Linked DNA regions of Mus musculus: region 1 is linked to region 2. Evidence: chromatin contacts called from public promoter capture Hi-C data. All regions are on one chromosome and are shown on one strand. Each heading gives the region's core, a stretch centred on a gene start, on an enhancer-like site or on the middle of the called end of the contact. The rest is flanking DNA. Distances are from core to core; before and after follow the strand shown.

Region 1 (3,333 bases), core at 742-3,241, 2.5 Mb after region 2:
ATGCCGTGCTGAATGCCTGGGCTGAGGATGTCGACCTTCGTGTAAACTTGGCCATGGATGTTGGTATGTAGCTGGAAACAAGGGAATGATGAAGTGCTAATAAATGGGGACCCTAAAACTACCACTTCCTGAAGTCATGGGCTGGGCCTATCTGTTTTATCACCCAGTTGTAAGATTAGCTGGAGCTACTGTCCTGAGCAGGGTGGGGTTAGAGGGTGGGGAACACAAGCTTTTGTGGCCTTATTCCTATATAGAGACAAGGAGGCAGCTGACCCTGACTCTCTAGAGTATAAACTGAATGGTGTCCAAAGGTCTCTGCATTCTGAGTTCAGCCTCAGCCCTTGTTTAGGCTAGGAGGCTTGCACCATCTTGTGGTGAGAAGAAGTAACTGTCAACCTGCTCCCCTACCCAGACGAGGATTATTAGGGCAGTTATCTGCACCTGCCTTGTTGGATTTGTGTCTGGGTTGGGAAAAGTGCCACTTTGTGTGATCAATTAGGACTGTGGGGCTTTGCAGTTTTCCTCAAGTGTATACCTCTACTCACCAACCTCCTTTTCCCCCCAGGCAAGGCCCGAGGCTTCTTCAAGAAGGGAGATGTGGTCATTGTGCTGACCGGGTGGCGCCCTGGCTCTGGATTCACCAACACCATGCGTGTAGTGCCTGTACCTTGATGGCCCTCTGGAGCCCCTCTTCTAGCCCCTGTCCCTTCCCCTCCCCTATCCTTTCCATTAGGCCAGCAACGCTTGTAGTGCTCACTCTGGGCCATAGTGTGGCGCTGGTGGGCTGGGACACCAGGGAAAATTAATGCCTCTAAAACATGCAATAGAGACCAGCTATTATTCAGGGCCCTACCTGAGCCAGGGGTGGAGGAGGAATGCAGGACTGGAAACCCTGACTTTATCACAGAAGGGCGGCAGCATCTCTGGGCTTTGCTTCTGTAGAAAGTTGTCAGAATTCCCAGCCCTAGCCTGGAGTCAGGAGACAGCAAAAGAGTAGGGGCTGAGGGTGTGGGGCCCAGGGTCCCAGTGTAGATGACGACTTCTGGCCCTGGCCCTGACCTGCTTTCCCAACAGCTTTGGCCTCCCCACTTCTTGTGCACTCCACTTCTGTCACTGCAGACACTCCACTCTCCACCTTGTATTCTGCAGAGTCTCCAGGCCTGTTGCTATAGTGCCCACCTGAATGTCAATAAACAGCAGCTGAAGCACCTGTGTTGTGTTTTGTTTTGTTTTTTTCCGGGGGTTGGTAGTGGTGGTCGAGCCCTGCCCTTTGAGCAATTGAGAATGACAACAGCCAGGAGGCCTGGCCTTGGGTGCTATGGATCCACCAGATAACCTTCAAGCACGGGACCACTGGAGACGCCGGAGACTGAATACTTTGGGAGTATATAAGTTGCCTCCTGCACCAAAGTGCGGCTGTGTATCGGGAAGCTGATCCGTTCTATTTCAGGGCAAATACTAGAAAAGTCTGGGACAGGTTCAGCTAGCACCTAGAATGGTCGAATAGTGGGCTGATCCCTGTGGTAGAGGCCTGTTGAGGGCGCTGTAGGATGAGTCCCTGATTGGATACTTCACAAAACCCTCAGCCTCCATAACAGTTAAGCACAAAGGGTCTCTTGTTTTCCTGTTGCCCTCAGGAATAAGGTACATAGAAACAAGGTGGGACCCTTGTCCCTGGCAACTCCCAACAGCCACCTAGTCAGAGGCTAAGGCCTCTGAAATTGAGATGTTGCAGCACCAAGAGCTCAGGTTAGGTAAGGAGGTTGGAAGGCGGAGTAGAATGAAGAGCCCTGAGGGAACATTTTGATATGAAGTCCCATAATTGAGGACCCAGGCCCTGGTTTCCTCGACCTCACAATTTTGAAGACCTACCTGCAGCTGGGACCCATCAGGGCGGTCTGGGAGCGGGGAAGGCTCCACCAATTGAGCCAGGCTCATTCTGCGCGAGCGGCCAATAGGCGTGTGGGGGCGGGCCTTTCCCGGGGTGGGCGGTCCCCGGAGGGCACTGGGTCTGGCGCACGGCCTCGGGCTCCCGGAGAAGGCGCTGCGATGACCGCCCTGAGCCGTAGCGAGCCTGTCGAGGCGGGCAGGTAAGGGAGGCGTCCCGGGGCTCCAGGTCCAGGAGGCTGCGACGAAGGGCAGGGCGACTCTGGGAATGCCGCGCCTAGGCGCCTTCTGCCTCCCGGCTGGGCACTTCCAACCGCAGAAATTTAGGCTTGGACCCTGCGCCTCCGCCCGGCTGTGAGGTGTGCGAGTCTGGTGCGATGTATCCGATGTGTCTTGGTGGCTTCAGGCGAGCGGAAGGCACGCTCCCTTCTGGAAATCACCTCGTGTCGGCCACCCTCGCGGTCCATTCATTTGTGTTTCATTCATTTCTCGCCATAACGACCCCCCAGTCCCGGTTGTCTCCACACACAGCCTGGCGCTTCCCTGTGGGCCTCTGCAAAATCAGCTCCTCTCCTCTCCTCTCCACTCCCAGCGGGATCTACTCTTAGGAGCACACTCGGCTGCTTCTGAGGCAACGTGGAGCTGTCCCAGCACGACTCGGCCGCACCCCGTGCGCCAGGCCCGGGCGGGCTGGGGCTGGTCTCCAAGCCCAGAGAGCTGGTTCAAAGTCGGCTTGGGAGGAAAGGAAAGTTCTTGCAGGTAGTGGAGAATAAGTGGGGGGAGAGAAGACAGGAGGCGGCATGGCAGATGACATCAAGAATGGTAACTGTGAGCTGGGAGGGTAGGTAGTGTTTACCTAGCATATATAAGGCCTTGGATTTGGTCCTTAGCACTGCATAAAACACATTGGTGATGCACATCTACAATTCCAGCACCGTATGCAAGATGGTTCATGCTTGCTAGCTCCTGGGAAGCTTACATGAGCTGAGATTCAGGGTCATCTTGGACTACATAATGATTTCAGGTCCAGCCCTGGGGAGTTAGGGAATTTAACTTTTGAAGTGGTGCAGATGAGATTATTTAGGGGGAAGATGCGGCCCGTTGATGAAACTGTAAATTCTTGCTCCCACCCAGCCCCAAACCTGCAGGATTGGACATCCCTGGCCAGCCAGGATGGATTGAGGTGGGGCAAATGTGATCTTGTTCCCACATCAACCTTGGTACATAGGGTGATGAGTTAGCACTCAGTCCTCTACGGGCTTGAGGGGGTGGGCTAGCTGTGATCAGCCTTTGTCTCTGGGTTTGCCTCCTTCAACGTACGTATCTGGTTGTGCAAAGGTGTCCTTCCACTCCTAAAGCTGGAAGACAAGAGTCTTGCCAGAAGAGATGGGTAGAGGGTATCGCTCGCCCTGTGGACTGCTCTTCAGTCTCCTCATAAGGCCAGTT
Region 2 (3,341 bases), core at 260-2,759:
TTAAAAATCCTCAGTCCTGGGGTCAGTGAGATGGCTCAGCTGGGTATGGTTCTTGCCACTAAGCCTAAAGACCTGAGTTTTGAGCCCCAGGCCCCACATATCCCACCCCCAACCAAATAAATTGTAACAATGTTTTTAAAATCCCCAACACCACCATAAAGAAAAATAATTTGACTTCTAGGTTTTCAAAAGGTGGCACAGTCCTTTAATCCCAGCACTTGGGAGGCAGAGGCAGGGGGATTTCAGAGTTCAAGGCCAGTCTGGTCTACAAAGTGAGTTCCAGGACAGCCAGGGCTTATACAGAGAAACCATGTCTTGAAAAAAAAAAAAAAAAAAAACTCATGAATTTTGCCTTGGACTCCTGAATTCTGGGAATACAGGTGTGTGTCACCATATCCTGCTTTTAGGGTGTTTTTCTCATAGGAGGACAAGGAAACTTGGAAGTAATCAAGCCTAATGGGAAAATGTAGGGCAGTGGCTGAGGCAGCATGCCAGGAAGAAAGGGTCTGGCTTCCTCAGCTATGGTTCACCTCTCCCCCTCTATTTCCTTAAGACTGCTGGCCTAGAAGGATGGGGAGCATGGGTCTGACCAGCAGCAGCCTTGGCAGTTGCTACCTATGTACTATGTACTGCACCTCCCTGCAGGTCAGGGTAAGATTTCAGGGCCCTTTTAGGAGAAAAAGTCCTTGTGACCAATAAAACAAGGGACTTTGCTCAAGTTTTGACAAGTTATTTTAATTGGCATTGTATATTTCTTACTTGATCATTTTTCTGGGTAACCTGCATTTGGAATGTAAACCTGGTTATTTCCATTAAAGCAGGCTAGTTAGATTCCTCCTGTATTATTTTCTTCCAGACTCCTGCAAACGTTAAAGCTGGAGGTTAGCATTCAAACTTCCTTGCACTTGTTGACCTGCGTTAGATCAAAATTCTGGACATTGGGGTAATGGGCAACGGTGATGCATGTAATGTAATGGAGGATTACTGGTGTGCAAAGCCCCTTTTCTGTATTTCTGAAAACACCCGAAGTAGCCTTGCGCTTTTCATATTATGCAGTTACCAATGCTTGAGTAAGTGAAGAGAATGGAAAACTAAACCTTTCCCATGCCCTTCCAGGGGTTCCCTCCCTAGCCCTTCCTTCAGAATACCAAGTAGCTCAGGCTGTACTCAAAGGCGCTACATTGTCGCAGATTACTCCAATTTACACTTCCTGGTCTGTGAACTTTGTGCATCCTAGGCAAGCACTCTCCCTACCGAACCACACCACCAGCTCAAACTTACCATTGTATTTTAAAATAATTTACCCAGCTGTCTGACAGCAAGGCTGAGGTGAGAACCGCGAAGGCTCAGCTTCCGGGTTTCACTGGGAGGCTCCCCAGAGCCAGCCTCTTGCAAAAGCCGTGGTGTTCCCAGAAAAGCTGCTCGGGTCTGTAAGCTGGTTGGATGCCGGAACCTTTGGTTCCAAGCGGTGCAACGAGCCGGCAGCACCAAGGATCTTCCGGGGAGGGAAGGCGCATCGCCATGGCGGCAGCGCCGTTCTTGAAGCACTGGCGCACCACTTTCGAGCGGGTGGAGAAGTTCGTGTCCCCGATCTACTTCACCGACTGTAACCTTCGCGGCAGGTGTGGTCCTTGGCCTACCACACCCGCGCGCTCTCCCCTTCCCTTCCGGAGGGAAACCCAGGCCGTGGCCAACCGGGCCGCGGAACAAAGTTCCCGCCACTGCCAGGCCAGGGGCTGGGGAGCGAACGGTAGAGGTTGGTCTGTGCTGCTGAGCTGCCAGGCAGTCCTCACGGCCTTAGCCAAGGGAGAGCGTTTCCCCAGCCATCCGCTGGCTCACGGGTGGGACAGGGGCGGCTTCGAGCATGCGCCCATCAGCTGCTCCTGCCCAGGCTCTTCGGGGACAGCTGCTCGGTGACACTCTCCAGCTTCCTGACGCCCGAGAGGCTTCCCTATGAGAAGGCGGTGCAGCAGAACTTCAGCCCTGCGCAGGTCGGCGACAGCTTCGGACCCACGTGGGTAACGCCCAGTTTGGCGAAGCTCCGCCCCACGACCAAACCCTAGTCTGCTAGATAGCAGAGTGGCGCCCTCTGCTGAGAGAAGCTCCTTTATCCTTCGGCGTCTTCACTTGAGTATTTTCATCCCTGCTGCCTCTCCCCCTTTCCCTTTATTCTTTGACCATTTCTCTGATGCTGCACATGCATGGAGAACATCTTAAAGCCGAGGGTTTCCACTCCTAGGCCCATCAAAATGGCTCTCTTACAGATGGTGGACCTGCTGGTTTCGGGTAGAACTGGTCATCCCTGAAGTTTGGGTGGGCCAGGAAGTTCATCTTTGCTGGGAAAGCGATGGAGAAAGCCTTGTCTGGCGTGATGGGGAACCTGTCCAGGTGAGGTGTCCTCTCTTAGAGCCAGATACTGCCACAGATTAGCCTGGTTTTTGGAGAAGCCACAGCTGAATGAATGGGTCTCCAGAGTAATTTCATGATTTCGGAACTGAGGAAATTGCCAGTGTTTAGACACACCCGAAGAGGTTATCAGATCCCATTACAGATGGTTGTAAGCCACCAGAATTTGGACACCAGTGTTATAAATCCCCAGTTTTCATAAGCTAGTTTTATTGTGTATAGTACATATGTATTGGGGGAAACTTCAAATCATTCTAAAATGATATAAAGTAAGGTATTAAGTTATCTTCCCATGAATAATGAATTTCTTTTAACTGCACTTCACATTCCCCAGATGTTAAATGTTAAATGTCATACCAGGTTTAATCTTTGTAATGCTATGTGATGACACTTTATATCCATTATAGATTTTAAAAAACTAAGACATTTCTTTGTTGGTCCATGCAGCTTCCGTTTCAAAGTCCAGTAACTGGGTCCTAAAAGAAGTCAGAGCCCTAGCCGGGCGTGGTGCTGCACGCCTTTAATCCCAGCACTCGGGAGGCAGAGGCAGGTGGATTTCTGAGTTCGAGGCCAGCCTGGTCTACAAAGTGAGCACCAGGACAACCAGGGCTATACAGAGAAACCCTGTCTCGAAAAAACAAAAAAACAACAAAAAAAAAACAAACAAACAAAACAAAACAAAAAAAAGAAGTCAGAGCCCTATCCAACTTTCTTCTCTTCGATGGCACCCACCTAACTGAACACTGAGGATGAACCAATCTATCTCAAACTCCTTGGGCTTCTTTTTTAATTAATATAACCCAGAACCACCACAAATTCTAGACAAATGTTCTCACCACTGAGCTAATCCATCTCCCACCTCCCGTTTAATTCGAGAAAGGGTCTTGCTGAATGATCCCTGATAGTAGCCTTGATCTTGTTATTCTCTACCATGG

Evidence for each region. Promoter capture Hi-C pulls out the DNA fragments that hold promoters and counts their contacts.
Region 1: a promoter capture Hi-C map of neutrophils shows a contact between it and region 2, with 4 times the contacts expected there. The contact joins the promoter of Gramd2 here to the promoter of Man2c1 in region 2. A contact is called at or near these places in 2 of 39 promoter capture datasets (hippocampal neurons and neutrophils).

Annotation. Positions count from the first base shown.
Region 1 is chr9:59,678,163-59,681,495 of GRCm38.p6, forward strand. It overlaps Gramd2 (GRAM domain containing 2), which reads left to right and starts at 1,992. Exons shown (of 12, transcript NM_001379375.1): 1 at 1,992-2,090. The coding sequence starts at 2,050. It overlaps Pkm (pyruvate kinase, muscle), which reads left to right. Exons shown (of 11, transcript NM_011099.4): 10 at 1-63; 11 at 566-1,210. The coding sequence ends at 672.
Region 2 is chr9:57,129,268-57,132,608 of GRCm38.p6, forward strand. Man2c1 (mannosidase, alpha, class 2C, member 1) reads left to right here and starts at 1,510. Exons shown (of 26, transcript NM_028636.2): 1 at 1,510-1,622; 2 at 1,892-2,014; 3 at 2,265-2,388. The coding sequence starts at 1,522. It overlaps Man2c1os (mannosidase, alpha, class 2C, member 1, opposite strand), which reads right to left and starts at 2,023. Exons shown (of 2, transcript NR_102289.1): 1 at 1,282-2,023; 2 at 715-860.